Linked DNA regions of Mus musculus: regions 2, 3, 4, 5 and 6 are each linked to region 1. A link is a contact called in public HiCAR-type and promoter capture Hi-C data. All regions are on one chromosome and are shown on one strand. Each heading gives the region's core, a stretch centred on a gene start, on an enhancer-like site or on the middle of the called end of the contact. The rest is flanking DNA. Distances are from core to core; before and after follow the strand shown. Region 1 holds the start of Golim4 (golgi integral membrane protein 4). Region 2 holds the start of Tmem144 (transmembrane protein 144). Region 3 holds the start of Etfdh (electron transferring flavoprotein, dehydrogenase). Region 4 holds the start of Ppid (peptidylprolyl isomerase D (cyclophilin D)). Region 5 holds the start of Fnip2 (folliculin interacting protein 2). Region 6 has its middle 15 kb from the start of Gm23440.

Evidence for each region. Promoter capture Hi-C pulls out the DNA fragments that hold promoters and counts their contacts. HiCAR-type assays count read pairs that join an accessible place to other places.
Region 2: a contact with region 1 is called in a promoter capture Hi-C map of pre-B cells. The contact joins the promoter of Tmem144 here to the promoter of Golim4 in region 1. A contact is called at or near these places in 3 of 39 promoter capture datasets (cranial neural crest, liver and pre-B cells).
Region 3: a contact with region 1 is called in a promoter capture Hi-C map of hematopoietic stem and progenitor cells. The contact joins the promoter of Etfdh here to the promoter of Golim4 in region 1. A contact is called at or near these places in 6 of 39 promoter capture datasets (cranial neural crest, frontonasal cranial neural crest, hematopoietic stem and progenitor cells and 3 more) and 1 of 484 Hi-C or Micro-C datasets (B cells).
Region 4: a promoter capture Hi-C map of pre-B cells shows a contact between it and region 1. The contact joins the promoter of Ppid here to the promoter of Golim4 in region 1. A contact is called at or near these places in 7 of 39 promoter capture datasets (cranial neural crest, frontonasal cranial neural crest, hippocampal neurons and 3 more) and 1 of 484 Hi-C or Micro-C datasets (B cells).
Region 5: a HiCAR-type map of astrocytes shows a contact between it and region 1, with 1.9 times the contacts expected there. The contact joins the promoter of Fnip2 here to the promoter of Golim4 in region 1. A contact is called at or near these places in 4 of 39 promoter capture datasets (the HPC-7 cell line, cranial neural crest, pre-B cells and 1 more) and 1 of 115 datasets of contacts at active chromatin or transcription factors (astrocytes).
Region 6: a promoter capture Hi-C map of pre-B cells shows a contact between it and region 1. The contact joins the enhancer-like site here to the promoter of Golim4 in region 1. A contact is called at or near these places in 3 of 39 promoter capture datasets (cranial neural crest, frontonasal cranial neural crest and pre-B cells) and 3 of 115 datasets of contacts at active chromatin or transcription factors (embryonic forebrain, large pre-B cells and stem cell-derived neural progenitor cells).

The regions. Positions count from the first base shown.
Region 1 is chr3:75,954,469-75,958,773 of GRCm38.p6, forward strand. Golim4 (golgi integral membrane protein 4) reads right to left here and starts at 2,481. Exons shown (of 16, transcript NM_001291069.1): 1 at 1,644-2,481. The coding sequence starts at 1,830.
Region 2 is chr3:79,840,969-79,845,273 of GRCm38.p6, forward strand. Tmem144 (transmembrane protein 144) reads right to left here and starts at 1,941. Exons shown (of 12, transcript NM_001379543.1): 1 at 1,803-1,941.
Region 3 is chr3:79,626,300-79,630,604 of GRCm38.p6, forward strand. Etfdh (electron transferring flavoprotein, dehydrogenase) reads right to left here and starts at 2,468. Exons shown (of 13, transcript NM_025794.2): 1 at 2,219-2,468. The coding sequence starts at 2,252. It overlaps 4930579G24Rik (RIKEN cDNA 4930579G24 gene), which reads left to right and starts at 2,780. Exons shown (of 2, transcript NM_029482.1): 1 at 2,780-3,057. The coding sequence starts at 2,878.
Region 4 is chr3:79,588,813-79,593,117 of GRCm38.p6, forward strand. It overlaps Ppid (peptidylprolyl isomerase D (cyclophilin D)), which reads left to right and starts at 2,525. Exons shown (of 10, transcript NM_026352.4): 1 at 2,525-2,745. The coding sequence starts at 2,661.
Region 5 is chr3:79,565,730-79,570,034 of GRCm38.p6, forward strand. Fnip2 (folliculin interacting protein 2) reads right to left here and starts at 1,950. Exons shown (of 17, transcript NM_001162999.2): 1 at 1,780-1,950. The coding sequence starts at 1,874. 4930589L23Rik (RIKEN cDNA 4930589L23 gene) reads left to right here and starts at 2,463. Exons shown (of 2, transcript NR_152118.1): 1 at 2,463-3,469.
Region 6 is chr3:78,962,398-78,966,702 of GRCm38.p6, forward strand. It overlaps the pseudogene Gm9762. Among named protein-coding and RNA genes, the nearest start is that of Gm23440, 15 kb to the right of the region's middle. Within about 2 kb of position 2,199, at least 33 of the 459 cell types and tissues checked have an H3K27ac peak or open chromatin away from gene starts, as enhancers often do. A contact at or near this core is called in pre-B cells, where this site is marked.

The sequences.
Region 1 (4,305 bases), core at 1,231-3,730:
TAGTGGTGTGTGCCTGGAATCTGGGTGCTGGGCCGTAGGGGGTGAAAACCGAATATCCTTGGAGCTCACTGGCCAGACAGTCTAGCTGAATCAGTGAGATCAAAGCTTGAATCAAGTGACCCTGTCTCAAGAAATAAGGTGGAGAGTGAAAAACAAACATTGGCCATCTCACCACACACACACACACACACACAAACACACACACACACACACACACTAAAACTCATGTGGAAGGCATGATTTTCTAAATAAATAAGCAAGTATCCACCGTTCTCATACCAACAACTCATAGGTAAATTTCCATACTTTAAACTTTTTCTTTTAAATATAAAAACTATCAAAAACAAGCTTTCCCTCTGAAGGAAGCCCAGCCACATATTTTCATTGGCTGGAGCCATGCAGCACCAAGATGCTAAAAATACTTTCTTTTCTTTTAAGTTGGGACAAACAAATCAGACCAAGCAAATAATTGCATATCATTTCTCCCATCTTAAGTCTCTTACTAGAAAATGCTCTGCATAGCTCGGTCAAAGCAAAGGATCTGTTTTATATTTGTACACACACCCACTGTCAGAAATACCCCCTTCAGCTTATTTTTGCCCAGGATGATTCAATAAGCTATATTTGCATTCACAGCAAGGATGGTCAGCATTTAGGTAGGACTTTATTTCTCACTTGCTTTGTATTGGAGAGAGAGAGAGCTTCATGAGTGGTGAAAACAAACCAGCAAGACAGGCCAAATCATTCATAAAAATGCATACAACGAGTATGACCTTAATGGAACCACAAAGTGTTTCCATGCACTCACTCGGGAATCATCTAGACCGTGGAAACTCAGTGTGATTCTTAAAATGAAAGGCTACGAGCTGCGAACACCTTGCCCAAGCTGAGTCGTCTGTGGCTGGCAAAGGGAAATTTTATGTTTCTTCTTTTAGACTTCTCACAGCTAACTCTAAAACACGCGTGTGCCTTCCTGAAGATGCACACACAGGGTTCTACAGATCAGCTAAATAAAGGTTTCTCCAGGGAGACAAGCCTTTTAAAAGCAAATATCTGTAGGATAACCTACAGTCAAGTGGTGGTGTGGACTTTACCATCACTCCCAACATTTCTCAAGTTAACTACTAAATGAACAAACGTAATAACAAGAGCACTAATCACAACACAAGCTTGCAGGTTCCGTTCATGAGTCACTAGTGTATATAGTCTCTTTTTTCCCCCCTTGAAAAAGAACACGGGTTAGAAAATGTCTGCATAATTCTTTATGTCTACAAACCAAGGCTTGCCTCTTGGGAAAGGATTGGCAGATGTAGCAGAAGGGCTGTTTGCCTAGATTGCAGCTGGGCCTTTGACAAGTGCTTCGGGTAAAAGACTTGGTGTTGTATGTACCCACCAAACGCCAGGCAGGACCGTGCGCTGGTGCTGTGGATTTCAAAGATAACTCCTGGGAGGAAGCTGGAAAATCAGGATATTATCTCCCACACATACGCTCAGAAGCCAACATCCCCGCGGCCGCTCCCTCAGATGCGCCAGAAGGTCAATGAGTGGTACCTGCAAAGCCAACTAACTATCCACCAAGCTACTTTTCCAGCACCAGCACCAGCTCAGAGAGAAGTTGGCGGTGCGCTTCCCCTTAACTGTACCTTGCAACTGGGCAGAGAGAGAGTCCTGGTGCTGCTGGTACTTGAGCGCCACTGCCTCAGCTTTGCGCAGCTGCGTCTGCAGTTCCAAGTAGAGCATCGCGCCATAGAGGAAGCCGAAGACCACCGTGAGAAGCAGCAGCGTCTGGAAGATCCGCTTCTGCTTTCGGGAGCACATCCCGTTTCCCATAGTCCCTCCTGTGCCCCGCGCTGCGGCGGCGGGAGCCGTCGTGTCCTCGGTCCTCGGCTGCGTCGGACAGCTCAGCAACGGCCACCGCGAGAAGTAGCTGGACACGGCATGAGCAGAAGACGCGAGACACAAAAGCCGGACCAGAGAGGAAGAGGCGGCCGCTCAGCCCCCGCGGCCGGCTGGGCGCCAGGTCATCGACGCCACCCGGCCAGCAGCCACCAAACTTCTGCGATGTCGGATTTCCGCGAGTGGCTGGGCCCGCGTGGAGTCTCTTTGCATACTTCAGAGCCCGCTGCCCTTGCTACTGGTCCCCGCGCGCAGCCGGCTTGGTTTTCCCTACTCCCCACTTTTTGGCCTCGCTGTCCCCACCGTCAGTCCCCGCCCCTCGCGCCGGCTCCCGCTGCTGGACTTTGTCGCTACCACTGGTAGGGGACGCGCGCCCAACAAAGGGACCTGGCTCCAGGCGGCGTCCCCTTGAACGGTCCCTCGGTATTGATGAAGAGATGGGGACTGGTTGGTCTGGTCAGGTTAAGGGGGGTGGTGGGCTGGTGTCACTGATCTGGAAGCTCCAGCCGCCCGCCACCTCCCACCCAACTTACGTGTCACCCACGGCCCCGCTATCATGGCCAACGGGATTCCGGGAGGAAGTCCCACTCGGGCTCCCCGCTCATTGGGCCCGCGCAAGCCACCGCTCCCTCCTTTCGGGGAGCTAATGCTGGGCTCCATTGGACGCCAGCTTTGTCCGTCCCGCCCCGGGCCGCGCCTACCCTCTCAGCTCTGGGCAGGCTCTGAGCTCCGTGGGCCGCGCGGCCGCCTGGCGCCTGGGTGCGCCCACGTGGAGCCTGGATGGGTGCGGAGGGGTGGAGGAGCCTGGTTGGGAGGGCTAGGGACTTGTCCTGGCCTGAGGCTTGGTGATCATTGCGCATGTGTGTGCATGTATGTCCCAGCACTTGGAATGCACGTGGAGCAAGAGTACAGTGCTTATATGCACACCAACAACCGCAAAGCAACCGTGGGTGCACTCTGCTTAGCCCTGCTCATTTCTTACCCTACATAATGAGTTCAGCTTATGAACACTTTGTTCTTCTCACATTCTCTCAAGGACTGCCTACTGAGTCTTGTCCCATTAGAGGCACTAGGCTATGTGCAAAAATGGTAGAAAGTAAGCTGGGACCCTGAAGCTCACTTGACTGTCTACATGGGGTGGGGAAAGCACTTTGTTGGCAGAAGGAAAGAAATGATCTCATGTTTCCTCTGGCTGCAAATGGAATAATTTTAAAAACAAATCTTACAGGCTGAAATGAGTATGCATTCATCTTGCTGTGTGTATTTCTCTTAATGGTAGCAGAAAAAAAAATCAGTTACATTTTTAAATTACATTTTCAAGGCCAGCAAAACCCACTACGTTTAACAAAAAGTTAGACAGGCATAATAACGCCAAACCACTTCAAAGAAATCCACAGTGCATTTCTTTCTTCAATATAATCAGGGTGTGTGTGGAATTGAGGTTATGCATAAATGATAAATTTGTTTCTCCTCTTGACCTGAATTCTAAGAGAAATAAATTATTTCTGAAAAGTATCAGTTGTGCAGTGGCACTTTTACATTCTGCATATTGCATTCTACATATTTTTTTGTGATATCCTGCCCGTGTTTTAGTCATCACAATTAATTATGGGGAATGAGTGCTTTAAACGAAGGAGATCTGCTTAAACCAGATTCATTTTCAAGACAGTTCCTGTGTTGAATGTTTTTAGGTCAGTCCTGAAATCATAGGTTAACAAGAGCCACACAGGCAGACCAGGGCATTTCTCTCACTGTAAAAAATAAGTGAGACTGGTGGTATATGCACTTAGCTAATAAAAATCACATTATGTTGGTTCCAAATGCTCTTACACTGAATCTTAGCCAGGACATTCGATTTACGAGTTGGAAACAAAGAATCTAAATTTGGCCAATATGACCATAATACTTGTAGTCTCTTCTAGGTCTTGTAAAAAGATACTTCCTCACTAAAGGAGAATTTTATCAGAATCTTATCCTTTCTACCTTTTCCTTCTGTAGAAAACAAATCATGACTCCGTTTAAACATGTAACCTAAGTGTGAAACTATGCCAGACCTGGTAGGACAACCTGTAATCAGAGATACCGGGGAGATCGAGGCAACAGGATTCCAGGATCAGAATGGGCAATTGAGAGAGACCTTGTCTCAAATCAAAAGTCAAACGAGGGCTAGGGATGATGCCTTACTGTTGCAACATTTACCTAGAACACTGTAGACACTGAGTTCAATCCTCAGTCTCGGAGAAAAGAAAGAATGCTTAATTTAAAGGGAAAATGGTCTAAAGCAGCTCAAGTCTGCTTCCTGGTGATGGTGTAGCTCCCATAGTCTCCAGTCTTGTGGGATTTACCATCATTTAAGGTTTCCTCTTTCCGTTTTACTCATAGCAATTGGGAGACATTAGTGGGATTTCT
Region 2 (4,305 bases), core at 691-3,190, 3.9 Mb after region 1:
GCAGGTAGACATCCCTGCTGTGCACTCTGGGAGCACCAAGTCGCACAAAGTAACTAACCTTTCAATACAATTATTCAGGTCAAGACAAGGAAAGAAATCAGGTCTTCAGCTAAATTATATTTTAAGTACTCAGTTGACGAAGGTGTCCATCAGCCAAGATTCTGATCCCTGCAAATTTAGAATTTTCTGTCACTGTAAAAAGTTCTATCAGATATCATTGCTACAAAAAAAGTTCTGGCTCTCTCAGTGAAGAAAAGAGGAATGTGGTATCAGGAAAGATCCTTGGCACATACCAACAGCCCCAGCACTTGGGAACCTGTGTAAAGACTTCTCTTTGTTCACTAAATAAATAGGACAGATAAAAAAATATCAGGGCTTTTAAATACGAGGCAGGAGATTCCATTTAGACCTAATAAATAAGCAAATAACTAACAGGACTTCTAAATATGAGGCAGGAGAGCTATTTGGAAAGCTGTCCTGGGACTTAAAATACAGGTTTAATAGCGAAGAAATCATTTTTTTTCCATTTTAATTAAAACAAGCAAAGCAAGTGCATGGCTAAGAGGACAGTGCCTAACCATTTAATGAGGTAGATTATTTTACAGAAAAGAAGGCTCCACTAAGGGGTATTGATGGGCAGCCACAGGTTTCAGCCTGAATTGGATGAATAATTAGTAGTGCTAATTAGAGCGCATGACCTCATTTGACTGCTGAATCAACTCCAGTCAGTTATTGCCTTAGATAAACGATGTTCGTTTACAGCACACGGCTCCAGAGCATTTCCAAAAGCACATGATCTAATTCCCTGTGAACCAACAATCCCAGACTGCCATAAGGAAGAGTCCATCTCGCGTTAAATCAGTGACATTTCTGTGGTAAAGAGAAGCATCATTACTTTACTGAACATGTATCCCCAACCCTTTTTTCGCACAAACCTAGCCCCAAATTATTCCTCTAAAAATCTTATTTTCAGTCTAGGTTGGTAGCAAGCTAACTTCCGGCACTCAGAAGGCAGAAGCAGGAAGATCTTTGAGATCATCGCCTGCTTGGTTTACATAGCTAGTTCCAGACCATCCAGGACAACACTAGTGTGACCCTGTCTTTAAAAAAGCAAGCAAGCAAACAAAATCCATTATTATTATTATTATTATTATTATTATTATATTTTTTAATAATACGGCATGCTCGGCAAACGCTCTGCTCAGCTATACCCGAACCCCGTTTTTACTTTGTTTGATTTGAGACAGTCTCGCCAAGCTTTTCTAGGCAGACTTTAAACTCGCTTCAGAGCTCAGTCAAGCTTTAAACTTGTGCTAGATCCCTCCCATTCATTTAAAATTTTTTCAAGTTTTAGTTAGACAATAGGACCATAAATATCACGTGGGTCAGGTAGCACGTGACCTGCCCACACGCGTTTACCTTAGACAGATTACCAACCAGGCAGCAGCTATCGAAATAGTTCGTATTTCTCCAAGGTAAAAGCTTTCAACATTCCGTGGAAAAGTCTCAAGTCCAAGGATTCTAAGGTTTACGTGTTAAGTATCCACTTAATATTTTATTAAGCTACATTCATTCTTTCTAAAAAATTTACTACTTTCGTTTCATTACTGGTATATCTGCTTTTTCTCCCGACTACTTTAAAGTTTTAAGCAGCTCCTCCCCTGCGTTTAAGATAGTGCCGGCGCTCGATCAATGCCGCCTGCTCTAGTTTAAAGATTTCATTTCTGGTTTCCTTTAATTTCCTCCAATCTGAGTGCAGCTTCGCCTGTCTCTGGGCTGACGTCACGAGTGCTGGCACTTACTTGCTCTGCGAGTTTTCCCGAGGAGCTGAAGGTTGCAGGGCGGCTCTCAGACCCAGGGGCACCTTAGACTCAGGTGACCTGGTGGGGTCTCACTGCGCTGACTCTTCCCTGGACGCGTGCGGACTTCCTGCCGGAATCTGAAGGGAGACCGGAGTCCCTCCCAGGCGGAGGCTCAGGACACCCTCCCAGCGGAGGGCTGGAGCTCAGTCAGGTGACTAAGGAGTCCTCAGGCCCTCTGTCAGTCAGCGAGTTAACTAGAGAGTGTCGTGCCCCCCCCCCCCCCCCCCCTTTAAAGAAGAGCTCGTTCAGTGAGTAGCAAGTCACCTTCTGCTAAACACCACACCTTTAATTGTGCAGTTTGTGGATGAGACAAAGCCGGAGCTACCTCACACAGTTACAAAATAAATGCTCATTCCATCCCGGTTTGCCTTTGTTGTTAGGCAATCTCTCCTAATTTGCACTCCCAACTCTCATTCCCCCTTTTTAAAGTTGAGACAGCTTATTCCGAAGTTGCCTAGACTGGCTTAACGCTCACTCCACAGCCCAAGTAGACTCTGTGATCCTCCTGCCTCAGCCTCCCATGTAGCTGGAATCATGAGCTTAGACAAATGTAAACAATTAATGTGTGCTACTGTAATGTGAACTAAATGCCTTTGTGGCTTGCTGGCACATTTCAGTAGACAAGGGAGGTGGCTTTATACAAATCCATACACTGGAGTTGCGGAAAATAAAGCTTGGCCCGGGAGGTAATTTCTTTGAAAATAGCTTCCAGGAAGCTTTCCTGTGAAACCAGGCTGTGCATCACGTTCCAGAGCAGTAGCTGTATCCCACCCCACCTAAAGAGCTGTAAGAATCAAGAGCAATGGACAGGAGTGCAGGCTTCGGACATCCGATTGAGATTCAGAGGTAAAAGCAACCACTAGCATATGATGTAGATTTACCTGCCTCTTCTGTAGCTGAAAACCACGTGTGTGTGTGTGTGTGTGTGTGACTGTGTGCGTGCGCGTGTGTGTGTATGTGTGCGCGCACGTCCATATGTGTGTCTGTGTGTGCGCTCGTGTGTGTGTGTGTGTGTGTGTGTGTGTGTGTTTGTGTGTGTGTGTGTTCATCTCTCTCTGTCTCCCTCTCTCCCTCTCTCCCTCTCTCTCTCTCTCTCTCTCTCTCTCTCTCTCTCTCTCTGTGCATGTGTTCGTGTGAGTGTGTGTGTGTGACTGTGTGCGTGTGTGTGTGCGTGCATGTGTGTGTATGTGTGCGCGCGCGTCCATATGTGTCTGTGTGCGCGCTCTTGTGTGTGTGTGTGTGTGTGTGTGTGTGTGTGTGTGTGTGTGTGACAGACCTCTCCTAGACAGCAAGGCTGTCTCTCTAGGCCGGATACTAGCACAGCAGAAGACACAGATGTGAACTTCAAGAAGAGGAAGTGCTAGGTCCTGGCCTAGTCTGAGTTTGAGGCAGGCAGGCCTCTTGGAGTGGATTAAGCTGACACCATCCACTATCTGGTCATGTGAGATTCACAAGAAAGAGAAGAAAAGTGGAGACGTTAGGAGATAAGGTTTCTTGAAAGGAAGCCTTGCTTTTCAACTCTACATCCATCAGAGAACTGCACTGGGAGGCAGAGTATCATGAAGAAAGAAAGAAGGTCATTTTCTTAAGAGAAATGATTAATTTAGTGATTGAAAAAATCGAGAAACTTCCTGTTTATGTGCACACATAAACAGGCAGAGATTTGCTTATTAAGTTTAACTTTATGTACTTTGCAATTAATTTCTTTAAATTTTTCCACATTAAATTAAGGTGTTTTGGCAACAACCATAATGTATATGCAGAGGACCTAACGCAGACCCATGGCAGGCTCTGTAATTGCCGGTTCAATCTCCGTGAGCCTCTATGAGCCCTGCTTAGTTGATTCTGTGGGCCGTGTTCTTGTGTTCCTCTGGTTCCTACAATTCCCCGCCTCTTCCACGGGGTCTCCGGAGCCCAAGGGGAGGAACCCAGTGGAGATCTCCAATTTGGGCTCTATGAAACTAATGTTTGACTGTGGGTCTATGCATCTGTTCCTCTCAGCTGTCAGAGGAAGCCCAACTGAGTATTTCAAACTAAGATAGGTTTGCATACTCTTTAGACATCATCTATTGTACACACAGTAGAAGACACTGTAGGAGGAACTTTTATATGTACTGGGCAAGCAAAACATTCCCATGATTCACGTTGCTACTGTCTTTGCTCTACTGCAGCTGTCTGGAGCAGAGTCAGCACAGTTTCCAAGTTAAGCCAACAGTACACAGACCCAGACTCTTTCCCAAAGATACAGAACATAAACAGAATCTAAGATATCATCACTTTATGACCAAAGAGACCCTGTGGCCACACCCTTCACTATTGTTTTAAACTGATATGAAAAACAGACTCCCTCTGTTGAGAATTCCCTAAAATGTAAACGTATGTTGGAGCTCGTTTCAGGCCTGAGAGCTCTTTCTATGGACATTTCTGTCTAGTGCTTCGCACA
Region 3 (4,305 bases), core at 1,218-3,717, 3.7 Mb after region 1:
CATCATAAGCCATGTGGTAATGCACAGTGGGGAGATCAGAAATTCAAGGTTATCTCCAGCCACACGACAATCAGATTATAGCCAACCTGTGCTATATGAGAACCTGTTCCAAACAAAATATCCCTCATAACTTTCTGAGATGTGAAATAACGATAAGCCCTATTTACATCAGACAAATAGGAATTCAGATAGTTTCTTCTAATACTTGTCAAATTCTGAGAACAGTAATTGATCTGAAATTATCTCTGAAATCATGGAACCTGAGGCCATGGTAAATTTTTTCTTAATTAAATAGAAAGAAGAAGGCCGGGTGTGGTGGCGCATGCCTTTAATCCCAGCACTTGGGAGGCAGGGGCAGGCGGATTTCTGAGTTCGCGGCCAGTCTGGTCTACAGAGTGAATTCCAGGTCAGCCAGGGCTACACAGAGAAACCCTGTCTCAAAAACCAAAAAAACCAAAAACCAAACCAAACCAAAACAAAAGAAAAACAAAAGAAAAAAAAAGAAGACGAAATATTTTTAACAAATTATTCTTATATAAACTAATTTTATTTTTACCACCAATTACATGGTTAATATTTTTAAATATTTTAACAAAATAGTTTCTCAAGTGATACCTGGCATCAAGACAATAAATTTGAATGAAGTGGGGAAAAAAAAAACATTTGGAGTAGAAGTCTAATGTCTTGTAAATACTATACATTTCTTTTGATAATTTTAAAGAGGTAGGGAAACAAATCTTCCCTAGCTTGTTTTGCACATTAAAAAGTATTATATTGCTGGGCAGTAGTGGTGCAGGCCTTTAATCCCAGCACAGGCAGAGGCAGGTGGATGGAGCTCTGTGAGGTTGAGGCCAGCCTGGTCTACAGAGCCAGTTCCTGGGCAGCCAGGACCACACAGAGGAACTCTGCCTTGAAAAAAAATCAATCTATCAGTCGATGATATTGAAATACTTTATTAAGTCCAAGATTAAATCTTTTTTTTTTTACCCTAATTCACGGGGGAAAGATATTTATAAGTACTTATAGGCAAATTTGGTTGAGTTCAAACATACTATCATCATTTAAAAGGTATTTATTATACCCTGTAGTTTACCATATACAAGTTATCATTTACTTCTGAAAATTCATTCTATTATTTGTACAGCTACTAATTTGCTCGAGAACAGTTGGAACCGTGGCCTCTGATTCCCACCAGAGAATTTTAAAAAGGTATAACGTTTATTCCTTTGCTTAAACGAGCATGGTATCTCTCATGACCCATCTGAACATTTAGGCATAAAGACAGAGTTCCAGTAGAAAGCAAAGTCAGAGTCACTGAACACCGGATCAGCCATACACGACATACTTAGCACATTTAGTTGTCACCACTAGAGGTAACACTGAGTAATGAAAATGTAACAAATTAGCGTTTAAAGAAAAGTCACTGACTAGATCCAAGACTGCATCTAAATTAGACTGTAAACTGATGGCTCTCAAAGCATACCATCTTCTGTGGATAATAGATGCTTGGTTTGAATATACACCATATTGTTTAAACAAGTATACAAATACTTGTTTAAAAATCCCACAGCCAAATTAACTTCAGTAAAGATTTATATTAAGCCAGTTACAACAGAATTCAAGATCCTCTAAACTTCTGTTTGAACGAGGGGGTTGTTTTTAAGTAAAAACTTAAAACTATCCTGCAACTGCTTTAAGAAACACCCATAACAGAAACGCCTGGTGTTAACTCTGGATAATGCAGAAAAAATTCCGACTCCAGACATAATTGGTAATATATGAGTTAATACGATATGAGAGCTCAGACTTCAATTAAGATTAGACTATTATGGCTGCAAAGTCAGGTCAGAGCCAAGGCGAAAACCCACACAAGTTTTTCTTTCTTTCCCATTCCTAATAAGGCGGCAGATAATACCTGAGCCTTGAGGTAAAGATTAGGAGCGGCATTTGGGGGAACTCCACCGAGGGGGCAGTGTTGACAATTTTCTCTTCTCATGACCTTTAACCTAGATGATAATTCTGCCAACTGGGGCAACTCCAAGGTCGGTAAGGTAGGGTCGGCCACCAGGCGCTGACAGCATTGACCTTTGCCCTAGTTTAGCCTAAGACAATAGACAAGGAAAGAGATGCTGGCAGTACCCCGGGTGTGGCCCCAGTCTTGTTTTGTCCCAACTTATCCACCTTGCTCCTTCTGTCCCCACCAGGAGTTTCGTCTCACCAGGGCAGGACAGCTTGGTTAGTCGCACCAACATGTTCAAAGTGACCCGGAGACTTGACCAGATACAAAGGAGAGAGGCGTGGGTCTGCGGCTTGCCGAGGGTGCTGGACTTCTAGGCTACGAGGGGCGCCATCACCTGCCAAGAAGCCCCGACTGCTCAGCTTCTGTCAGCGTCTGGGCTCTGCCGACCGCCCTTGCTTCGCGGCGTACCCGCCCCTCTTCTGCTTTGCGCCGGCGCCACAGAGGACACGAAGGCCAGTAAGGTTTCCGGGTCACATACAAGCCAGGAAAAGGCAGAAGACTCCATCTCCCAGTCATCCTCAGCCAGGAACCTAGTGTGCAGAAGAGGCCGACAAGCTCTCGCGTGTGCGCATGCGCCCTAGAAGCATAGCGAGGCTGATTTGCTAGGCATTCTGGGAGTTGTAGTGTTTAGCTCCTGGAGCTGTGCGCAGGAGCCTGGTGACGCCTGGCTTGATATCTGATTGGCTGTCTGGAAAAAATGAGACGTACTTGGGGTCCAGGGCAGAGACAAACGAGAAGATGGGGCGGGACTCCGTGTGGGAGGAGGCGGAGCCTATGGGCTTTGGGCGCGAGCGGTCGAAAGGCAGTTGGTGAGGGTTCGGTTGCTTGATCCGGTCCAGTAGCCCCAGCTCACTCCCATGGCTGACTCTGAGGAGTTTCGGGCTTCTTCGCCGCCGCCGCCGCCTCCCTCATCTCCGTCGTCAGGCGCCTCTTCGTCGTCCCTCAGCATGCCAGTGAGTTTGGGCTGGCGGGATCCGAGCAGGAGTCCCGGTCCAACCGTGGACCCGCTGGAGCAAGTGGAGCTGCAGATCGGAGACGTGAGTGTCGCCGTTGCGGCTGAGAGCTGATTGCAGCTAGGGTGCTCCTGCCTGCGGTTCTTGGAGTTGAGGGCTAGCCTCGGCTCTCTCTTCCCGCATCTTTCTTTCCTTCTCCTTCTGCTAGCGGTCATCCGCAGCCCCGCTGCCAGGATCCTCTCTCCGCCTCCTCCCATCCCTCGGAGCACTTTGGGCGGTCATAGCTTGCCTCCTTGCCCATTGGTGCTTTCTAAGGGACTCGAGCTTGTGCTTCTAGTTGGCCACCAGCCCAGGGCCAGCTGGTGATGCTGTTGTGTGTCGCTTACTTGGCTCTGTGTTGGACTTGAGTGGACCAGGGCTAATCACAGCCGGCAGATGGATTTGATAGGACAGTTTAGAACAGAATCTTGCAATGCAAAAATTCTGTAAAGTTTTTGTTCAATCTCGAATTCCCAGAAATAACTTCCTGACCCCAACACGTATAACGCTGAGGGGTTGGAGGGTCACAGCGGCACTTTATTTATTTATTATTAGGTATTTTCCTCATTTACATTTCCAATGCTATCCCAAAAGTCCCCCATACCCTCTCCCACTCCCCTACCCACCCACTCCCACTTTTTGGCCCTGGCGTTCCCCTGTACTGAGGCATATAGAGTTTGCCAGTCCAATGGGCCGTTCTTTCCATTGAAGGCCGACTAGGCCATCTTTTGATACATATGCAGCTAGAGTCAAGAGCTCCGGGGTACTGGTTAGTTCATAATGTTGTTCCACCTATAGGGTTGCAGATCTCTTTAGCTCCTTGGGTACTTTCTCAAGCTCCTCCATTGGGGGCCCTGTGATCCATCCAATAGCTGACTGTGAGCATCCACTTATGTGTTTACAGTGGCACTTTATAAGGACTCTTTGAGAGGGAGAAAGGACTGAAGTATGTAGCAGACAATCTTCCTGGAGAGGGTTGTGGAATAACCACACAAAAGATTTGGAAACTAGAACTGGCTGACAGGTTTTTATTCTTTTGTCAAAAGAGATGGCTGAAGTATTAGTCCAGGTCCCTCCCCCCAAACAATACAGGTTACAAATAAATGTGAACAATAAATGCTGACATGATATAAAAAAAGTGTTATTTTATATTTTTTGGTGAAGAAAGCATTTGATTTAAAAGTGAGTTTTTCATAGCTGTGTGTGATTTTAGATGTTCTGTCAGCTCAGCTTAGAGTATAAGTTCTTTGATTTTATTATTTATTTACTTATTTATAGCTCAAAAATAAGTGT
Region 4 (4,305 bases), core at 1,275-3,774, 3.6 Mb after region 1:
GTGGGTCTCTGAATTGACATACACAAACTCAGACACAAGCACATAATTAAAAAAAAAAGTTTGATTCTTCATTTGGTTTGGTTCTAGTAATACGAATTTCATAAAAAGCCACTTACTGTGGAAAAAATCCTAGGTAGCGGGAGAGTAACTTTTACATCAGTTTTCACACCCAGACACTTGTACAACAACAGAATCATCCTGTCCAGTTTCCTTCTTATGAGAATGGAGCCAGCATTCTCAGCTTGCCCCTAGCTTTTCTTCTCTCTCCTCCTTCTTGTGTTTCCTTTTAGGAGAGTTTTTCTACGCATTCCAGACTGCCCTCAGTGATTTCAAGTTAGTAGATTAGAACAACAGCAACGTGTGTGTGTGTGTGTGTGTGTGTATTGTCTGCATGTGTTTGTCTGGATGTGTGTATGAATGTAGAGGGCAGAGTTTGATATTGAGTATGGCAGGTCTCCATCTTATTTTTTGAGATAGGGTCTCTCCTTTAACTTCGAGCACATCGACTGGCCAATTTGCTCCAGGAATCATCTTCCTTAGCACTGGGACCACTGTGTGCCCACCCCACCCAGCCTTTGAGTGGGTGCCAGGGATCCGCCTGCATATTGAGTGAGACATCTTCTCAGACCCCTGAGCACACATTTTAATTAACTTTATCATTGTCATGTGCAAGACAAAATATAAATGACCAGTTTGCTGCCCGGACATGACCAGGATAGAAGATTCCAACTGCTTTGCTGATCTGAACTAATTACTTTCCTGTTGCTGTGATTAAATACCATGAACAAGGCAACTTACAGAAGAGCGAGCTTGTTTGGGTGTTTAGCTCCTGATACTCTTGCCTCTAGTGCGGAGATTATAGGTGCTGGGTACCAACTTGGGCTGGTTAATTTTTTTCCTGGGCTGGTTTATTTATTTATTTTTTAAAGGTAAGGTCTCGTTCTGTAGTACTGACTAACCTGGGACTATCCATCTTCCTGTTTCTACCTCATAAGTGCCACCTGGCCAGTCTTAACAATGTTTTACCTCCTTTTTTGTCTTTTTGGAGTGAGTGCCTCTTTACTTAGCCCAGGCTAACTTGAACTTTGGATTCTCCTGGCATGGAATCAACTACTGGCATAACAGGCCTATGCCAAAGCTACTCGTCCTAAATGTACTTTCTTATTCTTTTTTAAAAATTGCATATTTTCTTTATGTACACTTCAAAATGTTATCCCCTTTCCTGGCTTCTCACTCCCAGAAACTCCCTATCCCACCCCCTCCCCCTGCTTCTATGAGGGTGTTCCTCCACCCACCACTCACTCCCACCCTCAATTCCCCTACATTGGGGCATCTATCCAGCCTTCATAGGATCAAGAACCTCTCCTCCCATTGTTGCCTGACAAGGGCATTCTCTGCTATACATGTAGCCGGAGCTATGTGTACTCCTTGGTTGGTGGCTTAGTGCCTGAGAACTCTGTTGGTTGATATTGTTGTTCTTCCTATGGGGTTGCAAACCCCTTCAGCTCCTTCAATTCTTTCCTTAACTCCTCAATTGGGACCCCCAACCCCCTCAGTCCAATGGTTGACTGTGAGCATCCGCCTCTGTATTTGTAAGGCTCTGGCAGGGCCTCTATATACAGCTATATCAGGCTCCTGTCAGCAAGCATTTCTTGGCATCTACAATAGTGTCAGGATTTGGTGACTGTATATGGGATGAATCCTCAGGTGGGACAGTCTCTGGATGGCCACTTTTTAAATTCTTACTGGCATAGCTCAGGCTGGCCTGGAACTCACATAGATCGTCCTGCTTCTACCTCCTCAGTACTGAATAACCACATTCAACTTTAAGTTGTGTATTTTACACCAAGCCCATTAGAAAAAAAAAAAAAAGACAGACTATTATAGGATATCTAGTTTTAACAGAAGTCAAATAAATCCTCTTTTAGATTCTCAACATCAGCGCATTTGGAGCCTTTGCTTTAGACTGGGTCACTTACAACTTAACGGCCAAATGACAATAACATGGCAATAGTAACTGGACATCTGTTATTTATTAGAAGCCACATGTTTATGTCAGGCATTCTGATAAGTAATTTATGTCTTTAATTTCCAAAACGCCTTCCCTAGGTAGGTAGGCATTAAGAAAAAGAAGGCACCAATTAATTTATGTATGTGCGCTTCTGTGTGCATGCTACGACATACTCGTGGAGATCAGATGGCAACTGGGTGATAACATTCTTTCCTTTCACCTTACGGATCCTGGGGATCAGACTCAGGTCGTGCCGCCTAGCCACCATGTCTGCTCAGAGGAGGCATTTTTATCCCCATTTTACAGACGAGTAAACTAAGTTTCGTTGTAGTTACTGGCATTTCGTGGCAGAGTCGAGGCTAGGATGGTTTCCAAATTCTCCACCCAGCGATGCAGCAAACACCAGGGAACGGCGCACACACTAAAAAGAAACCGACGGCCACTACAGCCACCTAAAGAGAAGCATTAGGGGCCAGGCGCAGAAACCGGAAGGTGAAGGCGCCACCGGAAACCAGAGTACAGCTTCCGGCGGTGCGCAGGAAGTAACTCTTCCGCGCGTTGCCAGGTTATAACGTAGAGGGGCAGTAGAGTTTGCTCCGGTCTCGCGCACGAGGTGCTCGTGTCCCGCTGCCCAGTGCCCGCAGTGAAGATGTCCCACGCATCCCCGGCAGCCAAGCCCTCCAACTCCAAGAACCCGCGAGTCTTCTTTGACGTGGACATCGGCGGGGAGCGAGGTGAGCGGCGCGAACGGCTCAGCGGTTCCCTCGCCCGGGGCCTCCCTGCTGCGGTTCTCCTTGGCCCGCTGGCTGTTCGGCGGCTCGGGGCCTGGGATCCGGAGGGGGATAGCAGCCTAGGTCCCAGACGGAGCGAGCCCTGGCCTCCACGAGTCCAGATTGCGCCCTCTCCCTTCCGGTGGAAGTTTCTGGAAATTTCTACTTCTACTTTAGGGATCGTGGCGTCCCTATCGTTTGTCTCTTTTTGATCGCACTTCCCTGCAACCTTTGCATCACTACTTACTATAAAGTGAAATGATTTGACGAGTAGTGGTGGATAGTTCGGTATGCTTCCTGGATATGTGCCTGGGGGGCTCAAGACACGCCACGTGCCTCTTGGTACACGAACTACATTGGGAGCTACCAGATCATTTTCAAATTAGAGTGACTTTCGTGCTTAGTGCTTTTTCCTTATTACTGATTATAGTAGCAGTTTAAGTAGGCGATCGTTTGTGCTGTTTTGGCATCATGGAATTGAGCACTATGTCTGTATGGTTACCTAGGATTCAGAGCTAAGAAGCCCTAAGCCAGTGGCTTAACCGGTGGGTGGAGGAAACTCCTTGGAGGGTGGGTTGTTAAACGACCATTTCACCGAGTTGCATATCAGATATTTTCATTACTAATCGTAACAGTAGCAAACTTACAGTTATGATGAGGAACTATATTAAAGGGTGGAAGCATTAAGAAGGTTGAGAAACACTGTCATAAGCCCTCGTGTTGCTTTGTAACTCAATTGGGCTTTTCTGAAGCATGTTAGAGTTGTAGGCCAGACCTGCTGGGATGGGTACACACACGGGTATATATGCATTCACTTTGTTTTGTAACAGATTTTATTGTTAACTGTCTCTTGGATTCTTGAGAAGGGAACTGTTTCAGAGGTTACAAAAGGCAGTTTCCATAGAACACAGAGTGGACTATGTCTTCTGTTAGTTACTTAGCGATTAGAAATTCTGAGTGCAGGGCCCCTGAGATAGGTCAGCAGGTAAAGGTGTCTGCCACCAACCCTGAATCCCAGCGATTGTCCCATGATCTCCACACTACATGCCTCAGCCTCACACATAAAATAAAATTTTTTTAAAAATATTTTTTAAGGATTTATTTATGATTATATCTAAGTACACTGTAGCTGTCTTCAGATGCCTTCAGAAGAGGACATCAGATCTCATTTCAGATGGTTGTGAGCCACCATGTGGTTGCTGGGGTTTGAACTCAGGACCTTCGGAAGAGCAGTCAGTGCTCTTAACCACTGAGCCATCTCTCCAGCCCAGAATAAAAAAATTTAAAAGTCTGAATATTATTTAAGTGATTTAGGGTTTTAAATCCTTTGTACATTAAACCATGTTGTGCTTCCTAGGCAGCTAATCGCCTGGATGCTGTAATTAGTTATAATCTTGTGTTGTTTCAAGTTTAGATCTACGAAGCTTTCCTTAGACTAAATAGGAATCGTAGAAAAATGACAATGAGATGACAGTGACACGGATCTGACAGTTCCGTGTTTGGGCTTATTTTCAAGGGAGATGA
Region 5 (4,305 bases), core at 700-3,199, 3.6 Mb after region 1:
CAAATGGCTGTAATGTCCTTGGTAAGGGCCACCAAAGAAGACACCTGAGGAATCTTGGTCTAGTCTAGGATTCCAAGAAGAATTAACATGTCCTGACTCCAAAGTAATTCTACAACTCAGAGACGTTAGACGACAGCATCACGGGTAGGCAGACAAATAGAAGGCACAGAATCAGGTCCAGTCTGCCTAACGGAAATGCACTGACCATGATCCAGGCAGTCCTCACAATTTACCTTCCAACCTCCCACCACACACACACACACACACACACACACACACACAAATGCTGCTATTCTGTTTAATGTCTCATTCTCTCCAAGTTGGAGCCAGGGATGGCAGCACGTGCTTACTGTAATCTTACACTTGAGAAGCACTAACAGGACGATCAGGTCATCAATTGATCGAAGCTAGCCTGGGCTACATAAAACTGGAAATACAAGATAAAAGAAAATCTTATATAACTATAGGAATGTGTTTGTATGTGTTTTGAATGAATTTTTATGCAATAAAGGAGATGAGATTTAATCAAAATTCATTTCAAATGCGATGCTTCATGTTGGTGTTCCCAGAACTTGAGAAGCTAAGGCAGGAAGATTGTCAAGAGTTTAAAGCCAGCCTGGACTAATGAGACCTTTGTTTGTTTGTTTGTTTGTTTTTAAAAAAAATTCAAAGTCTTACATTCTGAACATAAAGTATCCCTAGAAGGTCTGAATCGGTGTGAGGTGTTCAGTTTTCTGTTTTGTTTTGTTTTGTTTTATAGTGATGAAAACTTAAATGGCAAATAAAATGTTTTCTCAACTAGTAGTGCTGAGAGACAGTACAGGACCCAGGAGAGCATCTTTGGAAACTTACCACTCAAAAGCAGAATAGTATAGGGATGTTACTGAGAGCCAATTGCTTAGCTCAAAATGCAAGACCAGCCGCCACTTAGAGCTGTGGGTCTTGAGCCAGCTTAACACATGCTAATCCAAAGGTATGTGTTCCGAAGATGAACTATTAAATATCTGCCTCTGCTTTGTTAAATTAGAACCCGAGACGTTTCATAAAAAGCATTTCCCTCCCTTTCCACTCATCATGCGGCATCAGCCTTCTAACTGATGAGGAAATTACACACTTTTATTCATCCGCCGGCGAGCTTGTCATACACTGCAAGAAAGAAGCTGCTTTTTTCGTGGCTTCACCCTTTCCAACTTCAAAATACTGTCACATACTCAGTGGGTTGGAGCTGCCTGCAAAATGACAGCTTACAGGCTCTGGGGCAGGGGAGACGCAGGTGACTCTCCCTCCAGAGACCCTGGAAGGTACACACCGGTCCCAGACGTGCTCAGACACGGGGGCATATGGAGAAATTTTGTGGGGCACCTGAGGAAAGAGGGCAGAGGATGGCGCAGGGCTCCCACCTGGGGAGACCTGGAGAGCAAGGAAGGAGGACGGCGCTGAGGTTCCACCCAGAAGGAGCAGTAGAAAAGGGACAGGGCGGTTCGCGGCTCTGAGACCCTGAAAGAAGTGGAAAGAGGAGCCCAACCTGGGAGAACCCGGCGAGGGAGGGAAGAGGATGCTGCTGGGTCCCACCCAGAAAGAGGGGCGAGAGAGGCGTGGGGTCCCACCCGGGAGGACCGGGACAGAGGAGAGTGAGAGACTGGGGTCTTTCCCAGGAGGATCTGGGAAGAAGGGACAGGGTGGCGCGGGGTCCCGCCCAGGAGGAGGGGACAGGGTGGCGCGGGGGTCCGGTCTCCATGCAGCCCGCCTGAGGCCTCCCTCCCGCTCGCACGCGCTCACCTGAAGGCCGGCTCCTCCTTGGGCGGCCGGGCCTGGGCAGACGCTGCGCCGCCGCCCCTTTTGTTGAAGAGCTTCTGGAGCAGGGTCGGGGCCATGGCGTGCACGCGGCGGCCCGGGCGGGCGGCCACGCTCCGGGACCCGACGGCTCAGCGCGCAGCCCACGGCGGCCGCGGCGGGGCCATGGCGACGGGGGCGCGGCCGCCCGGAGGGGCGCGAGCGCGGGACCGCTGCAGCGGACGGAAGGTGCGGCGCCGCGGCCGCCGGCCGGTCATATGACGGAGCCGGCCCGCCCGGCTGACAGCTCGCTCCCGCGGGAGGAGGAGCGCGGAGAGGGCAGCACGAGGGAGAGGGAGGAGCACGGGAAGAAGAGGAGGGAGAGCATGAGGGAGGGGAGGAGCACGAGGATGGCAGGGAGGGGGGTGCACGAGCGAGGGGGAGGAGCGCCGGGAGGAGGGAGGAGGAGCGTCAGAAGGCAGCACGAGGGACTGGGAGGAGCAAGAGGGACTGGGAGGAGCGCAGGCGATGAAGAGTGGAACGTGTTGGGAGGAATACAAGGGAGTGGGAGAGAGGAGTGGGCGATGGAGGAGGAGCGCCAGGGAAGCGGAGAGTGGAGCCGGGAGAGGCTCGTAGGGAGGAGTGGGGCGGGGCGTGTGGGGGGAGGGGGAGGAGCATAGAGGCCTAACGTCTCCATTGGCCAGCTTTACCCGCCCTGCGCCGACATCACTAGGGGTACGCCCGGAGTTATCACTCGCCGGGCTCTTACTGGGGCTAGAGAGTTGGGCGGGGTGCACGAGTCTTCACACACTTGACCTACTGAGCTCCAGAGCACAACTATGGAGGTTTTTGTTCTTTGGAAAGAAAAGCCCTTGAACTTGGTCCTCATTTTATCGGGTCCAGGACTCCCTAGCAGAAAACGTGGCCTGAGCTGGAGAAGCAACTTTAGTGCCTGACGTTGCTGCTGGGGATTCTGGCCCCTGCTGCATTTGAGGTCCCAGCAAGCAACTGCCGGAACCAGAGTAAATCAGCAGGCTCAATTTTGAATTTACAAACAGTTTATTCAGGTCACCGGGTTTTGTTTTGGTTTTTTTTGTTTTTTGGGGTTTTTTTGGGTTTTTTGGTGTGTTGGTTCCCACTGGTACATAAGTCACACAAAAGCTGTGCATGTACTAAGCCCATATGTGCGTGCGTTAAGCCCACATATACACACAAATGATTGCTTTCCTAGTTCGTGTTCACATTGGGCACATAAAAAAAAAAAAAAAAAACTCAATAGATTCTTTGATTTAGGGAAGCTGAGTGTGTGCTTAGACTCATTTGCCTGTGCTTTCACGCCTCAGACCCCCTGAGAATTTATTGTGCTGTGGTGCAAGACGTTAAAGAACCTGCGGTTATGAAGAGTCTGACCACATTCAAAACAGTTTATTAATCTGTTTTGCGGCCTAGAGCTCTAACGTGGTTCAGATGGTAGGTAGTAGAGCTAGAGTTAGTTACTTTTGAGTTCCACTCTGACTCCAGCAAATTTGAGGACGGTGAACAAATGACCCACCAAGATTTCTTAGACTTGATCAAAGGAAAGTTAAGGATGGAGAAACATGGCTCAGCAGTTACAAACATAAGCTGCGTTTGCACGGGACTGGAGATCTCTTCCCAGCAAGTGGATCAGAAAGCTCACAACCAAGTCCAACTCCAGGTCAGAAGTCGTCCTCCCCCTTTTGGTGCCCAAGGGCACTGCACTCAGAGGCACAAAGTTACACAATGCGCGCGCATGCACACACACACACACACACACACACACACACAGAGAGAGAGAGAGAGCGCTAAAAAGCAAAACAAGCAAACAAAAAAAGAGGACATTTAGACGTTTAAAAGCAAACATATTTCACAAATATAAGTAATCAAAAGAGGGGGTGGGGCATAGCTCTAATCTGCTCAAGGCCCCCAATCCAGAGGTTGCTTCCTGGTTTCTTAGTCCGGGTCTCTAGCACTGCCACATGGCTCTGTATGTGAAGAGGAACAGGGATATTGTGAATGCTTAGAGATGACAGGATAACAATGAAATGAAATGAAAACTGGGACTTGTGAGGGCTGTCTTCCACAAGCCGATCTATCAGTTCCTGTGACTTGTTTCCATATATGCATGCTCTGTAGTCTGTTTTAGTTTGATTTCTGTTATATTATCATAAATACTGCTTGTGACCTGCTGAAACCTGGTTCTCCTTCCTGAAGAAGCTAGAAGAAAAGCAGTTAGGAGTCGTTTCTTCCCTCCTAACTGAGATATAATTATTAATATTTAATATCTGGATATAATGTTACCACTATCTTGATAGAAGCTTGAAGATGAAACCAGGACAAGACATGGTGAAGACAGAGCCTTTAAGAGAATTTCATTTTTAAAAAATTTTTCTCTATTGCTTATCATATCATGAAGAAATTTGTATTTCAACTCCTAGTCTGCCAGAGAAAATACTCAACACCAATGATCTCATTCCAGTTTTGTTGTTGTTGGGGATTTAACCTAGGGCAAAC
Region 6 (4,305 bases), core at 949-3,448, 3.0 Mb after region 1:
GATGACACACTATTGCTAAGTCCCTGTTACTGAGTCCCTGGGAAGAGTTCAGCCGAATCACCTGCAAGCTAGCAGTTGCACCTTCTATAAGCTAAGACATCCAGAAAGGAGATGGTGACTTTGGTCACACCACTAACTGCAAAGAAGTAGATTCTGCCAACTCTTGAAATAAGCCAGGAAACAGACACTTCATAGCTGAACCTCACAAAGAGAACCCAAAAAGAGAAGCTTCCTCCCTTCCGACCCCAACCCCACTACCTGTTCACCCCAAGCTGAGAACACCACAGCTGGCGTGTGCCCGGGTCTGTGACCCCTAGAAACGGAAGTATTAATATGTGTATTATTAAAACTGTGGCATTAATGAGTCACTCTGAGGTAAAACTGAGTCAAGTACGGCCTGAGCTTCATAGCAAAGTCCTGTCTCTAGAAAACAACAACTACTGACAGCCACAGTAGTTCCTGTGTGGCCATTTGTTACAGCGACCACAGTAAGCTTTACGTTATTCAGGAATGTAACCTAGAGGCCGAGGGAGAAACCATGTGCGCCTTGTCTGCCTGGAAAATTTGAGATTATGCTGTGTGAGCAAGATTACGGAAAACAGGCATCCTCACACATTACAAGAGGCAGTTAAGTCAGTGTGATTCCTATGACAGCTAATTTTTAAATATATATATATATCAAGATTTTAAATCACAGCCCTGTCAGCTATCAAGTCTATTTATAACTTATCTGGAGATACATTCACTAGCAAGAATAGGCTAACACGCACGGAAGCATGGTTTGTAACAATAAAAAATTAGTATAATCACTGCATTAATGAGCAGGACCCTGGCTAGGGGAGTGTGATGGCCATTCTTGGTTGTCAAGCTGACTACATGTACAATACATGTGAAAACCAAGTGCCTGGGCACACCTGTGAGGGATTTTTCTTAATTAAATTATTTGAGGTAGGAAGACACCCCTTTAATCCAAAACTGTGAGGTGGGGAGAGCCACCCTTAATTTGGGTCATACCTTCTGCTGGCAGTGTATATAAAGGACATGGAAGAAGGAAGCTTTTGTTCTTGGCCTGTTTGTTCTAGCTGTCAAGCCCATGCCATCACTGGAATTAGAGCTATTTCTTCAAGATCCTGGTATATATGGAAGACTAACTGAAACACCTAGCCTTTTGGACTAAGCAAATACTGAATTCTTCGACTTTCCATTCGTAGAGAGCGGTAGTTGGATTAACTGGAGTCTAGCCTGTAAGCCGCCCTAACAGATGTCTAACAAATTAATATATACATTTATTCTACCATCAGGACTGTTTCTCTAGAGAACCATGACTAATACAGTAAGTTATAGTCTTTGATAAGCTAGATTCTTTGGAGCCATCAAACATGAAAAAGACTTAAGTATTATCTTAAAGATATTCAAGATATTTTTGTAGACAATGAAAATAATGTCTTGTTTATTTTTTTAATCAATGTGATACTAACCTAGACACACCAAGGAAGAGAGCATTACAACAGAGGGCTCTCCTCCATCTAATTGGCCTGTGGAATGTCTCTGGGCATTTTCTTGATTTCTAATTGATGTAGGAGGGCCCAGGCCACTGTGGTCCTTAGATAGGTGGGTGTGAATTGTATTAGAAAGGGAGATGATCACGCCAGTACACCCATCTCTGCTTCAGTTCCTGCCTCCAGGTTCTTCCCTTGAGTCTCTCTCTGCCTTGCATTCTCTGGACGATGGTTTGGTGAAACAAGCCCACTCCTTCCCAAGTTGCTTTCGGACATGGTGTTTATCACAGCAACAGAGACATGGATAGCAAGCTACCATCTGGGGGCAGAAGCTGAAATATTATCACCAGGGAAGGGGAGTGGATGCCATTTAAGATACTAATGAGAGTATCTGGCTCAGAGATAGAGGCGGTATAGATGCATTGTATACCATGCCCCTAGTGAAGACATGAGAGCAAGGAACACCCAAATATTCACCATAAAGTGACACGCTGCAGAAGACAGCCACCACCCTGGGTCGTGGGAACCGCTGCTGAGATTCCCAAGAGATGTCATGAGAAGAGCCTCTGTGGACCCAAGAAGTGAATCGTGAGAAAAAAAAAAAAAAAAAAAAAAAAAAGTCGGTTTTCAGTTTAACCCAAACCGGAGGAAACCAGGGTGAGTTCAGATCTTTCCTCTCTCCCTCTCCTGACCACATCCTTTTGCTCTAGCCAGAAAAGTCTCATAAAATTGATCTGAATTAGAGTTCCCACTACTTATGAGGCTAAGCATTTTAACAGCTGACCAGAAGAAAAAAAAAAAAAAACACATTGCCTGTGTGTGAGAGAACAAGTAAGAACTTTGTCTTAGATTTCATTCTGTGGGTAAACTGCTTCCGCTGAGAAAAACCCCAACTGTGGAGAACAAAGCTAAGTTTAACTTTCTAGGGAAACATGCGAGAAAACTGTAAGGACAATGAAGAAACAGCATTTTGAACATGAGCGAGCAACAGATAAAATTCTTTTTCTACACAATAAACGCTACAATGTCGATTCGAAACTTACTGAGGAAAAAGGAACACTACTTGATGGTTAATACTTGGAAAGTGCCAAGAATAAAATAGTGACAAAGCAATGCCCTCGGGTACCGTGCGAGTAGAAAGAGAAACCCACAGTGACATTCCCTTCACATCACGGGGTTGTGTTTTATTTTGTCCTGACACTCGTTTTACTGTATCTGAGACAGAAAGTTAGGCCTCACACATGCATACTCTATCAAAGAGCTATGCCCTAAGGCCTGTCCCATCATGCTTTGCTGGGTTTGCCCCGCACCGCACCGCACCGCACCGCACTGCATCACCCTGCCTTGCTTCTGATTCAAGATTTCACCATGTAGCCTAGACTGACCTGGAACTCCTACTCTCTTGCCTCAGTCTCCCACGTGCCAGGCCTACTCGCATGTGTCACCATGCTCAACAGCTCTCAGCACCGCGCAGTTCCCATCTCCTGACCCTGTTCCTCCTGTGACACAGGAGAGGCTTCAGACATGAGATAACAGAAAGATCTGATGGCATTTAACTTTCTTTTTTTTTTTTTTTTTTTTTTTTTTTTTTGTAATGACTGTAGTAATCAGTTTATTACACAGATGAATCATTCGTGAACGTACAAGCTCCAGAGGAGCAACAGGGTCTTAAATATACACACAGATTTCCATCAAATACATCTCCACCCTTACATCGAAATAGGCCTAAAGCAGTTAAAAACATAAGAAAAATAAGAGCTATTAGCTATGTATTAACTGAGAAACCACATACAAACCAAAGATTATGGAAAGGGGCTAAAAGGAGGAAGGCTGAAAGGGCAGGGAGATGTGAAGTGTTGGGAACAAAGCCCACCACACTTTATGTACTAACAGCTCCAGTCCATTTAAATGTTGATCCGTTAACCTTAGACCTTAAAGCACAGCATGTAGTTTAATCTGTTTGGTCATAACTTTCACCTAAGTTGTAGGTCCTTCAGGATGAAATGAATATAGAAACAGCTTCACGTTCTTCACCTTGCTTTTTATGACTGTTTGAGATTGGATGGACTCCACTTAAGGACAATCTCCTATGGGTCACTGGAGCTTTTCCTCCCATCCAAGCACACACTGTGTACCTACTACCCCTCACATCTTGCCATTATCCAAAGTTAAGTCAATAAGGAAAGCTTTTAGTCTCACACCTAGGTTATGCCCGGAGAACTGGCTTCTCACACACACACTTCTCTGCTAGGAGGCAATGTTGGTACAGAAGTACAGTATTTCTAGTTTGTTGTTCCAAGTATGTACAACACGCAGCACTGCTGTGTCAGGTAAACATGTGCACAGGGGAAGATGAGGCGTGGGCTCATAGAAAGCAGTCAAATGGAAATCAAAAGTACTTTCTCTCTCTCAGAGTTCCCCTAGCTTTATTTGTAGAGGTTATCCAATAATTTCTTTAATTACATCGCATACTTCTGAGTCCATTCCCGAGCTATTCTGTTGTACTTTTCTCTATCTGTTTTGTAGATCCGAGCAATCTCAGGCACTAAAGGATCATCTGGATTGGGATCACACAACAGAGAACAGATGGACAAAAGTACTTTTGAAATAGTTAGTGCTGGAGACCACTGTGACCGTAGAATATCAAGACAAATGCTGCCATTACTGTTAATATTTGGGTGATAAATTCTTGTTGTAAATGCAACCTTAGGCGGTTTGAAGGGGTAATCTGTTGGGAAATGAATTGTCAAGAAAAATACTCCACCCTGATAGGGGCTGTCATTTGGCCCCATTATTGTAGCCTGCC